Linked DNA regions of Rattus norvegicus: regions 1 and 2 are each linked to region 3. The links are chromatin contacts, called in public Hi-C maps. All regions are on one chromosome and are shown on one strand. The core of a region is the stretch at or near the end of the contact, and the rest is flanking DNA. Distances in the headings are between cores, read along the strand shown.

What was found. A called contact is a pair of places that touch in the nucleus more often than the background predicts.
Region 1: a contact with region 3 is called in a Hi-C map of liver, with 2.9 times the contacts expected there. The contact joins the enhancer-like site here to the promoter of Pld1 in region 3. A contact is called at or near these places in 2 of 12 Hi-C or Micro-C datasets (liver and mammary epithelial cells).
Region 2: a contact with region 3 is called in a Hi-C map of Schwann cells, with 8 times the contacts expected there. The contact joins the enhancer-like site here to the promoter of Pld1 in region 3. A contact is called at or near these places in 10 of 12 Hi-C or Micro-C datasets (the A7r5 cell line, the Rat2 cell line, Schwann cells and 5 more) and 1 of 1 datasets of contacts at active chromatin or transcription factors (oligodendrocytes).

The regions. Positions count from the first base shown.
Region 1 is chr2:112,745,621-112,748,320 of GRCr8, forward strand. No RefSeq gene overlaps it. Among named protein-coding and RNA genes, the nearest start is that of Tmem212, 5.1 kb to the left of the region's middle. Within about 2 kb of position 1,406, at least 6 of the 93 cell types and tissues checked have an H3K27ac peak or open chromatin away from gene starts, as enhancers often do. A contact at or near this core is called in liver, where this site is marked.
Region 2 is chr2:112,938,249-112,940,948 of GRCr8, forward strand. The region is part of intron 21 of Pld1 (phospholipase D1); the gene reads left to right. The region is part of intron 2 of LOC120100789 (a long non-coding RNA gene); the gene reads right to left. Among named protein-coding and RNA genes, the nearest start is that of Pld1, 120 kb to the left of the region's middle. Within about 2 kb of position 1,268, at least 3 of the 93 cell types and tissues checked have an H3K27ac peak or open chromatin away from gene starts, as enhancers often do.
Region 3 is chr2:112,820,786-112,823,485 of GRCr8, forward strand. Pld1 (phospholipase D1) reads left to right here and starts at 1,391. Exons shown (of 27, transcript NM_001399082.1): 1 at 1,391-1,574.

The DNA.
Region 1 (2,700 bases), core at 156-2,655, 75 kb before region 3:
GGGTGCTGGGACAGTTGGGGAAATTAAGCATGAAGTTGGAATTACACGATTCTGGTTTGTCTGTACTTAGACTATTGGGTATTTTATGACATTATATTTGTATAAATGGTTGGGTTGGGCTGGTCAGGTGAAGATGCCTACACTGTAACCTGATGATGAATTTGAGCCTCAGAACCCACAGAAGTGTAGGAGAGAGCTGAGTCCACAAACCTCTCCTCTGAACTTTATACTCGTGCTTTTGCAAGTAAGTGTGCCACCCGTCGTGTGCACGTGCCCAGCGCCCATGCCATGACTGTGAGTATTAGTTTTTCAAAAAGGATGTCTTAGAGATGGGACTACATAGTATTCTTGATGCTTTCTTCCCGGTCTTCTCTAGGCTTGAAAATTTCAAATTAAAGGTCGAAAGAAGAGGGCAATGGATGTAACTCTGATGGTAGAGTGCTTGTCCAGCATTGCAGGAAGCCTCCACTTTGATCCTTGGTACCAAACAAATGGGGCAGGGTGACACACACTTACCATCCCAGCATTTGAAAAACGGAGATGCAAGGACAAGAAGACCAAGGTCGTCCTGAGCTGCACAGTGGGACCAGGACTTGGCATGCACGAGGCCCTGCCCACCTCCATGCCCCGGCTGAAAGAGGCCTGGGAGCTGCACTTCAGTGGCACAGCACTCACTCGTACACACAAAGCTCTGCTGTATAGCATGGGCAAATAAGTATGAACATATGTAAACATAGATGCATACATGTGTGTCTGTGCGCACATATACACATATGCACATATTTGTACAAATATATGCTCCTTCAGTTATGGTTTTAACCAAGTGATCAAGCTTTACATGGTCAGTAACAGTACAAACTGACATCACACACATACACTACATACTAAACACCACACATGCTACACACATGCACTTGCACACACCATGCCCTCACACACACTAGGTTGGTAGCCATTTCCCACCACCTTTTTTACATTTTATTTTGATTCAAGGTCTATGCTAAGTTTCCCAGGCTGACCTCAAACCCTTCTCACAAAGGCTGTGAACTTGTGATAAAGCTGCCCTCAGGCCTATGCCTGCAAGCCCAGCTAGGTAGAGTTATAAACTGCATAAAATGAAAGGCTCGAGTCTGCTAGAGCGCTGGCTCAGAACATTTGCTGACATTGATAGGTTGGCGGTGCAGAAGATGTTCCTGGGTCTTCTTTAGCAGCCTGCTCAAGCCTGTTTTCTTCCTTCAGAAGACTGAGGAGGCATGCCAGGTTGCATTGTGGAGGTATGCCTCATGCTTAGTCATACATTTTCACAGATTTTCCAACCATTTTTCAACCCATTTAAGCCTTCCCAGTGCTCATACACAGTGCATTTCCTTCTGCTTTTCCTGGTTGTTCAGTTTCAACTCTGAGTGAACTCTCTTTCCTCATAATGACCCGGGGCTGACAGAGAACAAAGTTCAATGTTTATCATCCCTAACTGGAAACTGTCAAATTTCTATTTTAAACCCTCCAATTTATAAGATACTACAGAGATAGTATTGCACCAGCATAATTCCACTTGAGAGTCTCCCCCTCAAGTGTGTTTTGAAATCATCTGGAATCTATCAGACTTTTCCCTAGTTTTGCCAGGCAAGATGACTGTGATACCTGCGAGCTCAGGCGGCTAGGCATCTGTCTGAAGAGACCTGTCTCTTCTGCTGCAGTGGACAGCTTTTGCTCTGGTCCGTGCCAGCAGCCTCCCACAGGCCACTGTGGACATTGTCTTCTGCAGCGGCCACTCCTGTCTTGTTTTCCCACAGAAACAGAGAAATTACAGATGGAACACTGATGGGGTGGATTGGCACGCTGGCCGCCAGGAGGGATAAGGAGCTCAGACAGGAAGGAAGATGCAGCAAGGGTATCGGAGGAGAGGGGTGTGGGGAAGATGGACAGGAAGGGATGGAGTCATGTTGGAATCCAGAGGAAAAGACTCCTAGGGCCATAAACAGCGTTCTGTGCTGTCCAAAAGTCTAAGGTCTGAGAGACTTTAAAAGCAGAGTTGACTGGGAATGCAGGAACCTGGGAAGCTGGGAGCAGCTCACGTACAGGTCTCTCGATGTTCGGAGTGGAGGAAAGTGAGAGATGTGGAGAAAGGGGGACAGAAAATGGGGAGAAAGTGAGGAGGAAGCGTCTGATGCTGTTTGTTTTACAGATTGCTTTAAGGAAGAAGCTTTGACTCATGCATGCATTCTTGTACCTACATACATATGTATGTATGTGTATTTCACTATGTAGCCCTGACTAGTCTGGAACTTGATATATAGACCAGGCTGGCCTTGAATGTGCCTCTGTCTCCCAAGTTCTCGGGTTACCCCTGTGTGTTCCACCACCTAAGGCTTGGTCCTTTAAAATGGGAACTGTGTGATCACCTAATTCCTTGTTTTAAAATGTTTATTTTAAACATGTTTTTCTGTGTGATATTTGCTATGCTTTTTTTAATCCTGTGAAGGCCAAGGCCAAAGGTCAAGGTAGGGAGGAGTAGTGGAGGCCCATGGCTGACACCTTTCCTGTACTCACTGTATTCCGAATTGTGTTTGGTTGACTCTGGAGATCAAAGCTTCACTAGATTAGAATACAGGGCTTTTCTCTATCTGTTTGTCTCCCTTCCCTCTTCCTTCCCTCCCTCCTCAGTCCCTCCCTTCTTTCCCTCCCTTCCTCTTCCGCCTC
Region 2 (2,700 bases), core at 18-2,517, 120 kb after region 3:
CTTAAGTAGTCTTTTCTTGGGCATTTGGTCAAGCAACATGAAATGTAACCAAGTCACCAGGACTTTAGCTTCTGCTCTTCATGCCCAAGTTCAAAGTTTCCCTTGTTTCTGAGGAATTACACATTTTTGATAAGCTTTCAAAAAAAAAGCCAAGAGAGCTATTTCATTTAAAAACAAACAAATATTATGCTTCTTAAAGTAATTACTCGGTGGATAAAATTTCTTTCGGTTAGAGGATATCTCTCTTCTGTAATTTTCATATCCTGTAATCTTGCGCTGTGGGAAGGCATGCCTGGCTTGGTGTAGACTCGGTGTGCTGAAGGGTCTGGGCCGCAGTTATCAGACAAGGAGGGAAACGTGTTCACTATGACACGTTTAGGCTCTGCCGTTTCCCTGTGGGAAGAAGGCTACCATCTTCCCATCTCCAGACAAGGTTTGGAGAAGAGGTTACATCAGGACACAGATGACCACAAATCCTGGCAGGGGAGGCTTTGTTTGAGATCATCCTATTGCTTTTATTGTATTCCAAAGCAATCTTATAAATGGTCATTTCAACCTCTGGATAGAAAAGGAGCATGAGGCTGGGGCCAGCAATCGTGTTGAGCCCGAGGTGTGTCCTATCTGGGGTTGGTGAAGAGCATTTGCCTTAGTAAATGATTTATAGGGTCTCATTTGGGGTTATGTCTTGGCAGAGGTTAGCAAGCCTGGGGTAATATTGAAGTCAGATGTTCTGGGTAACCCAACCCTCTTATACGTCAAAGCCTGTCATTTTTAAAAGACAAGCAATGAATGGACTCCTTTGTTTGGGTGTAACGCAGTCTGTCACAGCCCACATGGCCTCTTGCATTTAGATCATGGTTGAGTCAAGTGGACATTTCTAGCATCCTGGTAGATTTCAGCCAAGTCCCTCATCTATAAATAAGACAGGGGCAGAGAGATGCATCACATCTTAAAAGATTCTCTAAACACAAAATGGGAAGGGCTATGTCCCGCGAGGCTTCAGAATGAGCCCAGCAGAACTTATTCCACCACAATCTAAAGATTCCTCTCTAAAACATGCCAAGGAGCCCCACATGTGATTTCTCCCTTTCTGACAACCTTTGTCATTGCTATGCTACCCTGTCTGTGTCCTCAGTGCCTCCCCACTCACAGTGAAGAGCCTCCTACCCTGACTGCTCATTGCTACAGAAGCTCCTTTGGGGTTCCTTCAGGTCCTCAGACTCAACTGTGAGCTGATCCCACTTCTCCTCACAGCCCTCCATGCAGCCGAGAGCACAGGCATGAGGGAAGAGGCACTGAGAAGGAAAGGGCTCCATAAGAAAGATCAGGAGGGGACAGAGAGGCCTTCACCTACCTGGAGGGAGCTGCTATTCTTCTTCGAAACATGCAAGCAGCTTTATGACAGCCAAAGGCCTTAAAATGGTCTCTTTTGAAAGTCCACATCCATAGGGTGGAGAGAGCTCAGTCAGTAAAGCAGTAGCCGGACGGACGAGCATGAAGACTGGGTTTAATCCCCATAATCTCTCTCTAAAGGCTGGATGTGGCGGGATAAATGTGATCGCAGCGCTGGGGCCTCAGACAGCTGGATCCCTGGGTTCACTGGCTGGCCTCCTAAAACTGGCAAGCTCTACGTTAGTGATACAGGTGCTGAAGGTGACATCTGAGTTTGACATCTGAGTCTTCCATACACACATGTAGGCACATACATGTGCATTCACACACACACACACACACACACACACACACACACACACACACACGAAAACATATACACATACAAATAAAAGCTATTTTTTTTTAAATAATATAAAATAAAAAGGAAGTAGACTAGGGTCTGTTCTAGTTCCTCTGGAATTCTGCTTAGGATGGAGGAACAATTTTCATTAGCTCTGTCTTCTTTTCTTTTTAGTTAAAAAACAAACAAACCAAACTTTGTTTCTTTGTTTTCTGAGACAGGGTTTCTCTGTGTAGTTCTAGCTATCCTGAAATTCACCGTGCAGACCAAACTGGCCTCAGATCTGCCTGCCTCTGCCTCCTGAGTGCTGGGATTAAAGGTGTGCGCCACCACTGCCTACCAAGACCTAAAGCTGTGTGTTTCTGTGTATTTATACATTTATACACTCCTGAAAAGCCCACAAGAGTGCAGAGGAACCATCAGGAGCGGGATTTACAGGCTGCTGTGAGCCTAGTCTGACTTAGAGGCAGAACCCAAACAACTCCCAAAGGAGGGATGAACAAGTTTCACCTACGTCATTCTCCAGCTCTAGTCTGTCTTACTGCCTCAGCCATCAGGGTCTTCGGCTCCCTCATTCTAAAAGTACACATCTTTGTGCCCTGGTACCTTTCTGCATTGCCACCCTAGGAGCAATATTTGCTTCACAGTTACAGGCACCAAACGAGGAAGTTAGCTCACAAGAGAATGCTGACTGGGCATCATGACCATGTTGACCACGTTCATGTTGTCTTATTGCTTTGCTTGGTGCCACATTAAGCACACTCCCTGAAATATTTCACTACCGAGTGGTTCCACTGGCTCTAACAAGACTTGTCTTTCTAGGCTCGAACGTTGATTTACATTGTTTAGCTCATATATGTCACATTGCCATAAAAGTTCGTGACTTTTGAAAGAAACTAATTTTAACAAGAATCTTACAGATGTAATCTTCTAAGATTGTATTGTACTCAAGTGGGAAAAGCAAC
Region 3 (2,700 bases), core at 141-2,640:
GGATCTGCACCATCTCCGGGTTTTCCTGCCTGACATTGCAGAGCTAAATGCGCAAATCCCTTCTGGGTGTGTCACAGGCGTTGAGTAACTTAACTTTAGCACCTAAGTTCTGCTTGGCGGTGAATGAGTCAGGTTTCCCTTGCCCTGTTTGATTGTGTTACACTATTGAGGAAATCTAGATTTTTATGTTAAAGTAGACTTGTTTAAATAAATTAGAACTTTGTGTAAAAAAAAATAGCAAGCCTTTGAAATTAATGTTATTCCTGGGGTTGAAAGACAGGGGACAGTTGTAGTTATTGTGAGTGTGTTATGTTGAAAGGCCAAATTGAGCAGTATGTCGGGACTCTATTGACTGTGTTTCAGGGCTTAGTCATTTGGAAAAACTTACCAATTACATTTTTGTAGAGCGACAAGTAAATTTACATTGCTTATTTTGAAACCAGGGTATATGTTATTAAAAGACGATGCATTTGAAAATCTCTTTTTAAGCAGGTGTGGTGGTACATGACTTTAATCCCAGCACTTGGGAGGCAGAGACTGGTGGATCTCTATAAATACACAGAGTTAAGTTCCAGGACAGCCAAGGCTGGTAACACAGGGAAACTGTCTCTAAAAAATATTTTTGTGAGTACACATGTGTCTAAGTGTATGTGTTCATGTAGAGATCAGAGGACGACACCTAGGAGATGGTTTTCTCCTTCACCCTATGGGTCCTGAAGTTTTGAACTTGGGTCATCAGGCTTGGCAGCAAGCCCCTTTTCTTGCTGAGCCATTATCTTGGTCCCTTCGGAGGGAAAATACCCCCTTTTATCCTACAAATGTATCTTAAGTGATGAACTGATATAAAGAAAGCTGACTTACAGACTTTCAGACAAGTTAGACCTAACATGAGAAGGTTTGTTGACAGACTTTCCTCGTGACCTACATTAATATTTGGGCATTTGTAATGAAGTTTTAAATTTGTTCTATATTATGGGAAAATGCAAAGCTAGCGATAGTATGAGTTTGACTCTCAGAGACAATAATGCTGTACATCTTCCGACACAGTCTTAAATTACAGTACTGTATGCTTCAGGATCGGCACCCAACTTAGGCAACACTTGAAAAAGTCATTTCATGGCCCCCGGTGGAGGGGAGACTGTACTGCCCTTGTTTAGCGTGAATCAGCCCCTTTAGTGCAGTGTCTTAGGGGACACAAGTGAATCACAGTTCTCTTTGTTTAAGTGTGTGCTCTGGCTTTCTTGGGCAACAAGTGCAAAACTGAAGCCTTAACTCTATTCTGTGTGGCTTTTCTTTTCTCACGGCGGAGCGTCTATTTAGCATATGGGGCGTGGTTTGAGTTCATTATTGAAGCTTATAGGCTAAAGTGCTCTGTGGGTTTGACCCAGTTGAATTTCCTTAGGGAGCCTGCCAAAGTTGAGCTTTGGAACAGGCCGGCTTCCCCTGTTTTTGTGGATTTGTAGGATAGCCAATTTCCCCCCATCTCGACTTTCAACTGCTTTGGACATTAGCTTCATAGGAAGAATTCATTCTTTAGAGTAAAATGGAGCGCCGCTTTTTGCCAGGGGCCCCAGGTTAGTAACGCTTTGAACTTTCTGTTTTGTGTCAGATTTTCTTTCAGTGCCATCAGGGAGATGGGGCGACGATAGGAGAAGGCTTGTGCTATTGCTTCGTTAGAAAAGAATACTTTTGATTCGGTTGGTCCTGCGGGGCTGGGGTGGGAGGGAGTGGTTACGTTTTTTCTGACTAAGATACTTTTTCTGTCAAACCAAATGGAGGAGCCAAGAGGAATGAGCAAACGTGTGCTGGAGTCGTAGTTTAAAGGGTTGTAAGGGTTTGTAAGCATTTTTTTTAACTTCCTTTTTTTTTTTTTTGTAATGACTCTATGTCCTCCTAGTACAGTCAGGCAGAACTCTGATTTTATGCATGGTGATTTTATTTTATTTTTCGAGCTAAGTGGTGTGCTGCATTCTAGCAAGACCCATCTTGCACTCCACTTGTTGGATATGGTTTTCCCTGGGGCCTACTCCTCTGAGTTCCAGCTGATTAGATGTCATGTCACTTTTACTTCAAAGACGGTCCTGTGAAATACCTACAGAATGACTGGTGTGGGTGAAGCATCCAGGTGGGCTCAGGGGGGACTCAGTTCCTCCTGGGTCCGTTGCTGTTTTTATTCAAGTAGCTCCCTAGACTGAGGTCACCCTAAAATAAATATGCCTGTAAAATTGGAGTGTGATGTGTAAGACACGAAAGTAGTGTTAATAATAATAATAAAGAAATGATGCCAATAAAATTAAGAGAATGGCTCCCTCAGTTTCCCCAAGTTAAAGAGCTGGGGAGTAATTGTGCCTCTGTTCATTTGCCCCGGAGCCATCTGGCACGAGAGTACTCTACAAGGGGGGCTCCATTTGACACTGTTTCAAAATGTGTGCTTCATAGGAACTATGGCTTCTCTTTCCTCGTATATGTAAGCTGCATCAGTTCAAATGGATACACGAATGTTTTAAAATATACTAATATATGCTATTATGTGTCTACTATTGCCATTTTCTTCTCTTTTTGTCCCATAGGACAGGCAGTGCGTCAGCGTCTGTTTTATCATCTTTTTCTTTTAATTATTTTTAAGGATGGAGGGAAAAGGGAGACAGAAGTGTTTGTGCATTCATGTGTTTGTGTGTGTGTGTGTGTGTGTGTGTGTGT